Linked DNA regions of Pan troglodytes: region 2 is linked to region 1. Evidence: chromatin contacts called from public HiChIP or PLAC-seq data. All regions are on one chromosome and are shown on one strand. Each heading gives the region's core, a stretch centred on a gene start, on an enhancer-like site or on the middle of the called end of the contact. The rest is flanking DNA. Distances are from core to core; before and after follow the strand shown. Region 1 holds the start of EPC2 (enhancer of polycomb homolog 2). Region 2 holds the start of KIF5C (kinesin family member 5C).

Region 1 (4,481 bases), core at 694-3,193:
TTTTCTGAGAGAAACAGTAAAACTAAACATAGGGACTAGAAGAAAGCTATCCTTTCTGAACCTGAGGAGGGCTGGGCATCCAGATGAAAGCTCTGGATGACTCATTTCTTCAACTATTGCTTTTTTCTTCCCTTTCAGGCTTGAACCCTGTGCTGACCCCCTCCCAAGAACTTCTTGTTCTTGCTTCCAGAGGATTGGAACTGTTCCAGGGGTAGCACTTAGAGAGCAGGACATGCCCATAAGCTTGAGGAAGGTACTGCTTACAAGAAATGAGTCACAGCAACTCCATTGCTTCCAACAACAAAGTGGATGAAAAACACTCAAGCCCCACTAAACAATACTCGGAGTTTGGCTGCGACAGACTGGTTAGACTATTTGGACACTACCATGAAGACTATATCCACCATTCTGCCTTCAAAGGAGGAGACTGTAGAGAGAAAAGGGGAAGAGGAACAGGAGGAAAAGGGGGGAGGGGAGGAAGTGGAGGAGGGGAAGAAGGACGTAATAGAGGAAGAGATATAGTTTTATTGTCACATAGAAATGACAGTAGGAATCAATTTTTTCACTGTTGGTCTTTAGGAAATCATCTGCCTTTCTCTGGGTTAGACAGAGTATGATCGATTATTAGAAAATGGTAAAATGTGTTAAAAACTCTCTTTGTACGGTTTTGTGAGAAATGCGTAATGCTTAAAGACTAACCAAGAGACTCTTGGCTAAACCAGGTTGATGTCAACAACAGCTAGTACTTATTTGAGTCACCTTGATTTTCCCTCCTCTTGAGAACTTTCTCTAACCAGTTTAGGCTGCAGTCATGCCTCTTTTCCTTTCTCTGAACTCTCACAATTATTGCCTAGATCTCGTTTGGTAATTAATCAGGTGCTACTTACTGCCTGTGTCATCTCTTGTATTGTTTTCTTAAAATATTTACACTTTTTTTTCGGTTGTCACTTATCTTTCCAGCTGTCATTTTCTTCAACTATTTACGTCTGTGTTACTCATCTTTCCAGCCATCCTGGCATCCCATTAAGGTGAAAGCTCTCTGAGGCAGGAACCTCTTCTCAGATTTCTTCGAGTCTTCCACAGCACCCCACATTTGACACACAACTGCTACTTCGCAAATGTGTGCTGTCTTGGCTAAATTTTTAGAAGCTGAACTTTTAGGAAAGCTACTATTTTTGAACTCAGAAAAATACCTACCATCCACTAAACAGCTGTACCGAAGTTTGGGTGACAGGGAACCTAAGTTCACTTGTTGCATCTGGCAGCCTCAAACCATGAACCCTCACTGCTGCCCTGAGCATCCTCCCCGCGAAAGCGAGGATGAACGCGCTGCTGCACCTTGGAGAGCTCTTTCGGACAGGTACGGAGGGGAGGGCGTAGAAGAGGGCTGGCACCAGCAGCGCGGTCCAGTCCTCCGAACGGACTGATGGGACTGATGGGAGAGACCTCTTGCACCTCTCGGGGATGTGCGCCTCGGAGGATGCGAATTAGCCTGCGCACAGGGCGCCTTGGGGATAAGCGCTGTCCGAGTACAGGCTTGGGTGATGGCTGGTGGGGTCCGGGTCGACATCTTCCCTTCCCGCTCCCGGACTTCTGCACAAACGCGCTGCTCGGCGCAGCCGTCTTTGCCCGGCGCCTTCCTCCGGGACACCCAGCGAGAGGGGTGACCGGGCGGCGGAGGGAGAGGCGCACGCTCCCGGGCGCGGGCGAACTTGCGCACCTGGCACCTGCCACACAGCGAAAGCACCGGCCGGCGAGCGGAGGGGCGCCGCCCCCGCCCCCTCTCCCCGGAGCCGACCGAGACCGAGCACGCTCCCGCGGGCCGGCAGCGCCGCGGAGAGAGTGGGTGGGCAGGCGAGGGAGGGGAAGGGAGAGGAAGGAGGGAGGGAGGGAGAGGGCGAGGCGCGTTCCCGCGACGGGGGCGCGCTCTCGCGCGGGCTGCCGGGATCGCTCGCCGCCGCTGTGGTAATGTCCGCCATGTTGGCCATGGCGCAGGGAGCGGATCGGGCGGGCGAGCGGCGGATCTAGTGTGTGGAAGCGGCCGCGGGCGGCGGGGGGCTGTTTTCGGGCGGGGTGGGCGCCCATGCTGTGGCCGGGGGCAGTGAGGAGGAGGAGGAGCGGGCCGGCCGCGCTGCACTGAGGAAGGAGGTGGAGGAGGCGGCGGGAGTCCTCCCCCCCTCCCCGCCCGCCCCGCCGCCGCCGCCCGGGCTGTTCCTGTAAGGCGGGGAGACAATGAGTAAACTCTCCTTCCGAGCGCGGGCGCTGGACGCCGCCAAGCCGCTGCCTATCTACCGCGGCAAGGACATGCCTGATCTCAACGACTGCGTCTCCATCAACCGGGCCGTGCCCCAGATGCCCACCGGGATGGAGAAGGAGGAGGAATCGGTAGGGACTCGAGTGTTTATTACCCCCCCTTCCCTCCTCCCCCCTCCCCTTTGTCAGTCGGGCCTCGCCATTCACAGAGCGCTTTACGCTCGCTGGAGGGCGCCGCTGCCGCTCTAACGCACGGGACTCTACGCCGGCGGAGTAGCGTAAACCCTCTCGGCCGGCGTAGCGCCCGCCCGCGGCCGCCATGTTGTTGCGTCCCAGTGTTGTGATTAGCTCGCAGCGCTGCTTACGCTGCCGTAAGGGGGCCTTGCCGTAAGCGGCGGCCGGGAATGGCGCAGGGGATGCGCTGGCCGCACTTGGCGTACGGTCTCTGTTTACCTTTCCACCTCCCTCCCCCAGGCGCGGGGCTAATTAATGGCATGGTATTATTTGGCTAGGCAAGATTATTATTTTTTCCACTTTTAACTTTGGCTTTGTATTGAGTTCTCTTTGAAATGACTGTGGAAGGGTGCTTTCAAAACAAACATCTTCCTCCCAGTAATGTAATCATCCTGGCTCCCCCGCCCGCGAAGGTGCAGCGGGATGAGGCGGTGCAGCACTGCGGCGGGGGAGGGCGGGGGCCACGACTACCGAGCGGGTCGTAGCGTCCGAGGGCCGCCCGCCGGCCAGTTCAGCCGACCCGAGCCGGGCGCGGGGCGGACGGGCTCTGCCTGCTCCGCCGGGACGGCCGTGCTCCGTGCGCAACGTTAGAGAGGAGCCGGGGATGCCCCGAAGCGAGCCGCCGGCGTAGCGTTGTCCTCGAGAATTGTCATTGCGAGGTGGTCCTTAGAAGTTGAGGACCTAGTGCATCTAAATTGGCAGTTGTAATTTTGATAATACAGCACCTTTTGGGAAAACTGCTGCTTTTCCTCCGATGGGTTAAATTTTGCAGACGGTTGGATTTCATCTGGCTTGACAGAGAGTGTTTATGACTCGAGTGGTGTTACTTGCGTGCGAAGTTCATAGTAACTGCACCCTCAAGAATTTCTTCAATGAACCTACAGTCCCGCCTTATTGTCAACCTCGGGTGTGTGTGGATTGGTTCTCTTGCTTCAGTGACTGTCAAAAGGAAGCTCGAGGTTTCAGTGATTGGTTTTCTCTTTTGACTATTAATATTGCAGGAAATGCTTTTATGCCTTCGATTGGCTGGTTGAGTTCTGACCTCATTATGTTACCCTGTGATTACTACTTTGCTCTTATTTAATCACATTTCTCTTTGATGTATAGTTACTTGAAAGTCTTACATTTTCAGTAGAAAATGCATATGGCCGTAGCATCGGGATGAACTTAACTGTGTGTGTACAGACACAAATAATGTAATAGATGTATATACACGCACATACACATATCTATTTGTGTGTGCCTATATATATAAATATGTTTATAATCAAAACCCAGCATTTATCCCTAAGGTTCAGAGCTGTGAGAACTTTTTTTTTTGTATGTGAGAACTTTTTTTTTTAATTTGTTTCTAACGACTCAGCTTTCCATGGGAAGGAAAATTAAAATAAAATCATATTATATACAATAGTTAATTACATTGAACCCTAATAAGCACAACTTTGGATATTTTTGCTATTTTGTGGGTCTTGATCCAGAAGAAAGATGGCCTTAAAAGTACCAGTATTGTGTGTAATTACTTTGATCCTATTATTTTAGAACTTGAGTCAAATCTGTTCTAGGCTGGGCGCAGTGGGTCACGCCTGTAATCCCAGCACTTTGGAAGGCCGAGGTGGGCGGATCACGAGGTCAGGAGTTCGAGACCAGCCTGGCCAATATGGTGAAACTCCGTCTCCACTAAAAATACAAAAATTAGCCGGGCCTGGTGGTGCGCGCCTGTAATACCGGCTACTCGGGAGGCTGAGGCAGAAGAATTGCTTGAACCCGGGAGAAAGAGGTTGCAGTGAGCAGAGATCGTGCCACTGCACTCCAGCCTGGGGGACAGAGCGAGACTCCGTCCCCCCCAACAACAAAAAAAAAAAAAAAAAAAAAAAAAGGAAATCCGTTCTAGAGTGAACAGTTAACTCCTGGAAGAGATATTACTTTTTGCAATCACCAACATACGTGGTCCTTAGTATGCCACATATGTTTTGGTATTTTATCTTAATTTAGTA
Region 2 (4,481 bases), core at 1,175-3,674, 230 kb after region 1:
TGAATTATCTTTACTTTTCCACGTTCACGATAGATGCTATATTTCCTTAAAAGTAGTTTTTTCCATGGCGTCGGGTGCGCTTCACTAACACCAGCCTTCTTGCCAAAGGCCCATCTCCCAAGAACTCGAGGGAGAATTAGCCTTGGCTACCAAGATAGAATCCAGCCCAGCTCATCATCCTTTGCCCATTGAAAAAATTTTTTTTTTGGTTGTGAGTTATAGGTATTCTTTATATATTCTGTATATTAACTCCTTAGCAGATGTATTATTTGCAAATTTTTCCCCATTTCATGAGTTGCCTTCTCACTCTGTTGATAGCATCCTTTGATGTGCAAAAGTTTTAATTTTGATGTAGTTAAATTTATCTGTTTTTTCTTCTGTTACCTATCTTTTTTTTTTTTTTTTTCCCTGAGATGGAGACTCACTCTGTCGCCCAGGTTGGAGTGCAGAGGCACAATCCTGGCTCACTGCAATCTCTGCCTCCTGGGTTCAAGTGATTCTTCTGCCTCAGTCGCCAGATTAGCTGGAATTACAGGCACGTGCCACCATGCCTGGCTAATTTTTGTATTCTTAGTAGAGACCAGGTTTCACCAGGTTGGTCAGGCTGGTCTCAAACTCCTGACCTCAAGTGATCCACCCATCTCAGCCTCCCAAAGTGCTGGGATTAACATGCGTGAGCCATGGCGCCCGGCCTGTTACCTATCTTTTGGTGTCCCTTTTCAATTGTTTTGAATCCTACTTAGCCCGTTTCCTATATTAAGCCTTCTCAGACAACACTGAGAACTTCATCCTCTGTACTCCCACTAGTTTCTAAGCTGCCTGAGGGCGATGACTTATTTTGCAACCTCCCTTCAAATGAGAGGTCCTACGGTATCTCCCTTGAAAAGGGTTCACTTAATAAATCTAAGTTTACAGAGTGACAGCAAATGCCATTTGCTCAGTTAATAGCTGATGAATGAACAGATGAACGAATGAATGATGACTGAACACAGTGACACACAGATACGTCTCTGTCCACTTGAGATAATCCTGACCTCCTTAGATAAACCAGTGTATGCAAGGTTCTGGGCATCTTCTGGTGGGCTCAGGGAAACTGAGAATTGGATTGTCCTCTCTAGTATATTATGAAGTTGACCATTTAAGATGATGGGTCTCTGAGCCAGAGCCTGAGAATTACTTAATTTAAAAACAGATGAGAAGGTGGCACCTGGGTCTTTTTAATCTACTTCCACTGCACATGAGGAGATGAAATAGAACTGGTACTACTTACAAGGGTTTATAAAAGTTGATTTTAGTAGGTCTGTCCTCTGAGCTAGGCAGAGAACACTTGTATTTTCAGGTATTACCCGAATTTAAGCAACAGATGTGTTCCTAAAATTAACTAACTTATTTGTTTTATGATCATTTGTTCAGCACCCAATAACATCTAACTTTCAAGAGCTTATCCTATATACATGTCAGGCACCGTGCTAGGTGCTTTAAAAGCATCTTTCTTTTAATTCCCCCAGAAATCACAAGATGATATTAATCCAATGACAGAGATGAGGAAACTGAGTCTTAAGGAAATTAAGACTTCTTAATTTCCTCCGCCCGTGGGTCATACATCTAGTAAGTGGCTGAGGTGGGATTCACACTCATGCATTGCTTCTTCCTAGGGTAGAATCCTTATTCAGTATGCTGCCCACTATGTGCTAGATGCTACAGACACAAAGATATCAAGCAGATATCACCACCCAAGTGCAGTGCTAGAGACAGGCACAGGAGATTAGGGGAACATCAAGGAGGGCCACCAACTCTTTATAGGTGTTTAGTGAGCTGGGAAAGTCTGAGGAAGGAGGGTTGAGCTAGGTCTTAGAGGAAAAGGAAGTTCTGGAAAAATAGAGTGGACACTCAGTTGTTCTGCCAGCCCGGCACCATGCCTGGGAATACCATCCCTCTTCTTTTGGGAACCTTCCCACCAAGGGATTCCTCCATAATCTTACAAAATCCCTGATTCTGGTTGATTGGTTTAGCACTAGATGCCAACCTAAACCAAGGCCAATCAAACCCAAACTCTGAACAGACATCCATCCTTATCTAGTGGTAGAAGTTGAAGGATGAAACCCAGGGGCTATTGGGAGCTGTTTCCCAAGTGATTTTCTTTTGGGATCAGGATGATCCAGACCTAGTTATCTAGAGATTTTAACCGGAAATATTGGATATGACCTCCATCCGGTTCCTGGCTTGGGCAGCCAGACCGGACTTGCAGGCTCTTGGAGGTCGCATCCTGTCCTTCCCCCGGCAGGTAGAGTGACTACAAGTCCCGGGATGCGCAGCGCTCGGAGTCGGGCGGGGGCCGGGCGGACCTCGACGGTGACGTCACCGTCCCGGGGCGGGCCAGAGGAGGGCGGGGCGGAGGGGCGGAGGGGCGGGTCGCAAGGCGGCAGAGCGCGCTGGTGCTGATGCAGGATGGCTGAGCGCGCAGGAGCCCGGGAGGTCTGAGCCGGGCGAGGCTCGCTCCCTGCGCATCGCCTCCTCCGCCCGCCGCGTGGTCGCGGGCAGGTGGGCCGGGGGGCGCTGGGCAGGGGCGGGGCAGGGCCAGGGCAGGCCGGTCTGCAGCCGGAGGGGCCGGAGCGGAGAAGCTGCCCACCTTCCCGGGCTCGGAGCGGCCGGGGCTGCTCAGCCGGCCGGGCTCGCGATGACCTGCTGAGAAGCGTCGTCGGAGGCTGCAGGAGGCGGCCTAGCTGTGGGCGGTGCAGCTCGCGGCCTCCTCCCTCGTCGTTCCCGGCCCCGGCCCCCCACCCATCCCCTTGCCCCCTCCCTACCGCCGGCCGAGATGGCGGATCCAGCCGAATGCAGCATCAAAGTGATGTGCCGGTTCCGGCCCCTCAACGAAGCGGAGATCCTCCGCGGGGACAAATTCATCCCCAAATTTAAAGGCGATGAGACCGTGGTGATCGGGGTAAGTGGCTGGGGCGTCTGCCTTCCCTGCTGCTCCGCGCCGCAGCTCGGCGCCCCGACGCCCCAGACGCAGCGGAGGTGTTTAGGCCGCCCCCTCGGACATTCCCGCGGGGCTGGCCTCTCGGGTGGACCTGACCAGAGACCCCTCGCCCCGCGCACTATGGTTCCCTCCCGGGCGGGTGGAGAGGCGGCCGGGAGCGGCGGGCCGGGCGGGGGTGGCGGGGGTGGGGGTGGGGGGCGAAGACGGGCTCGGCGCCGCCATTGTTAGCCGGGTGGGGGCCCGGGTGGGCCCATTGTTCCCCACGCTCGCCTCGCCGCGTGGGTAGTGTGTTCGGGTGACCCTCAAGCCGGGTGCCCAGGCCCCCTTTAAAGTGTGAGCTCTGCAACCCGCAAATGCTTCTGGGCATCAATCAATTCGATTTACCAAACGCCTTGCCTCTTCTTCTCACGACCTTAGCAAAAAAGAAAGAAAAAGGGGTACAGGAAAATTTCTAGCCGCGTCTCGGAGCTCCCGCGGCAGTGTAGACGCGGCTCCCCGCGGTGTTACACCTGGCTCCGCGCGCGGAAGGCGGAGGGTTGGGGGAGTACTGGTGGCCTCGGTGTCCCCTGGAGGCCTGGTGTGTCTCCCGCTTCCTCTCACGCCTGGCTGCCCTGGATGTGGAGTCCCGGCTTGATCCCTCCCCTCTGGGATGACCTCCCTCCCATGTCTGCAGACCCTCTGATGCGCCTCACGCTGGGTGGAGAGGAGGCTGTGTCCACATCTGTGGGGCGAGGGGGCTCAGAGCGCAGTAGCCCCCTGTGCCAAGAGCAGAAGTTACTTCGTGCGGCTCGGACCCCCCTCCCTCTCTATCTCCCTTCCCCACCTTTTCTCCCCCACCCCCTCCCCCTACTTAGCTCCCTCTCTGCAGCTGGGGCTGCTGGTAGGGGGAGGGAACACCAATGGATTTTAGTTCTTAAAGGAATCTGTCAGATGAAACAAACCAGCTCGGTCCCCCGCCCCTTCCCCGCCCGCTGTCCGTAGCGTGTGTGGCTGATGGTGCCCCCTTTGTATGCGAGCCGCGTGGGGAGGGACCGAGTTAATGGGAGCCTCCCGGTCCCCGCTGACACGTTCCTGGCAGCCTGCTCCAGGCTGCTGATGCAGCCTTCCCGTCCCCAGCATTGATTAAGTGATGTCATCCTGATCACTGAGCATGCTCCGACTAACCCCCTCCTCCCCTTCCTCCAGTGGCTGGTGTATTTAGGTCAAGTGATTGACAGGTGACAGTTTACCGAGGGTATTGCAGGAGTCCGCCTGGCCTTTCTCAAGCGCCAGAGGCCGACGTTTTCCAGCCCGGGCGGTCCCCAGCATCTTTGCCAAGGTTGTCTGCCGCAGTCGCAGCGAAGGGCCCTGGGGACCAGCAGGTGCCAGCTGTACCGTAAGGCGGGAGCTCTCCACGCTGGAGGAGCCTGGGCAAGGCTCTGGCCTCAGGGCTTTAACCTGTACCTGGCTTTAAAAGGCTGCTCCCTTTGACGACCTCTTCTCACCTCCCCATTTTCACAGT

The links. HiChIP or PLAC-seq counts read pairs in DNA pulled down with a chosen protein or histone mark.
Region 2: an H3K4me3 HiChIP or PLAC-seq map of stem cell-derived excitatory neurons shows a contact between it and region 1, with 7 times the contacts expected there. The contact joins the promoter of KIF5C here to the promoter of EPC2 in region 1. A contact is called at or near these places in 1 of 7 Hi-C or Micro-C datasets (stem cell-derived neural progenitor cells) and 1 of 1 datasets of contacts at active chromatin or transcription factors (stem cell-derived excitatory neurons).

Annotation. Positions count from the first base shown.
Region 1 is chr13:50,681,658-50,686,138 of NHGRI_mPanTro3-v2.0_pri, forward strand. It overlaps EPC2 (enhancer of polycomb homolog 2), which reads left to right and starts at 1,944. Exons shown (of 14, transcript XM_016949790.3): 1 at 1,944-2,385. The coding sequence starts at 2,233.
Region 2 is chr13:50,911,771-50,916,251 of NHGRI_mPanTro3-v2.0_pri, forward strand. It overlaps KIF5C (kinesin family member 5C), which reads left to right and starts at 2,425. Exons shown (of 26, transcript XM_009443445.4): 1 at 2,425-2,941. The coding sequence starts at 2,816.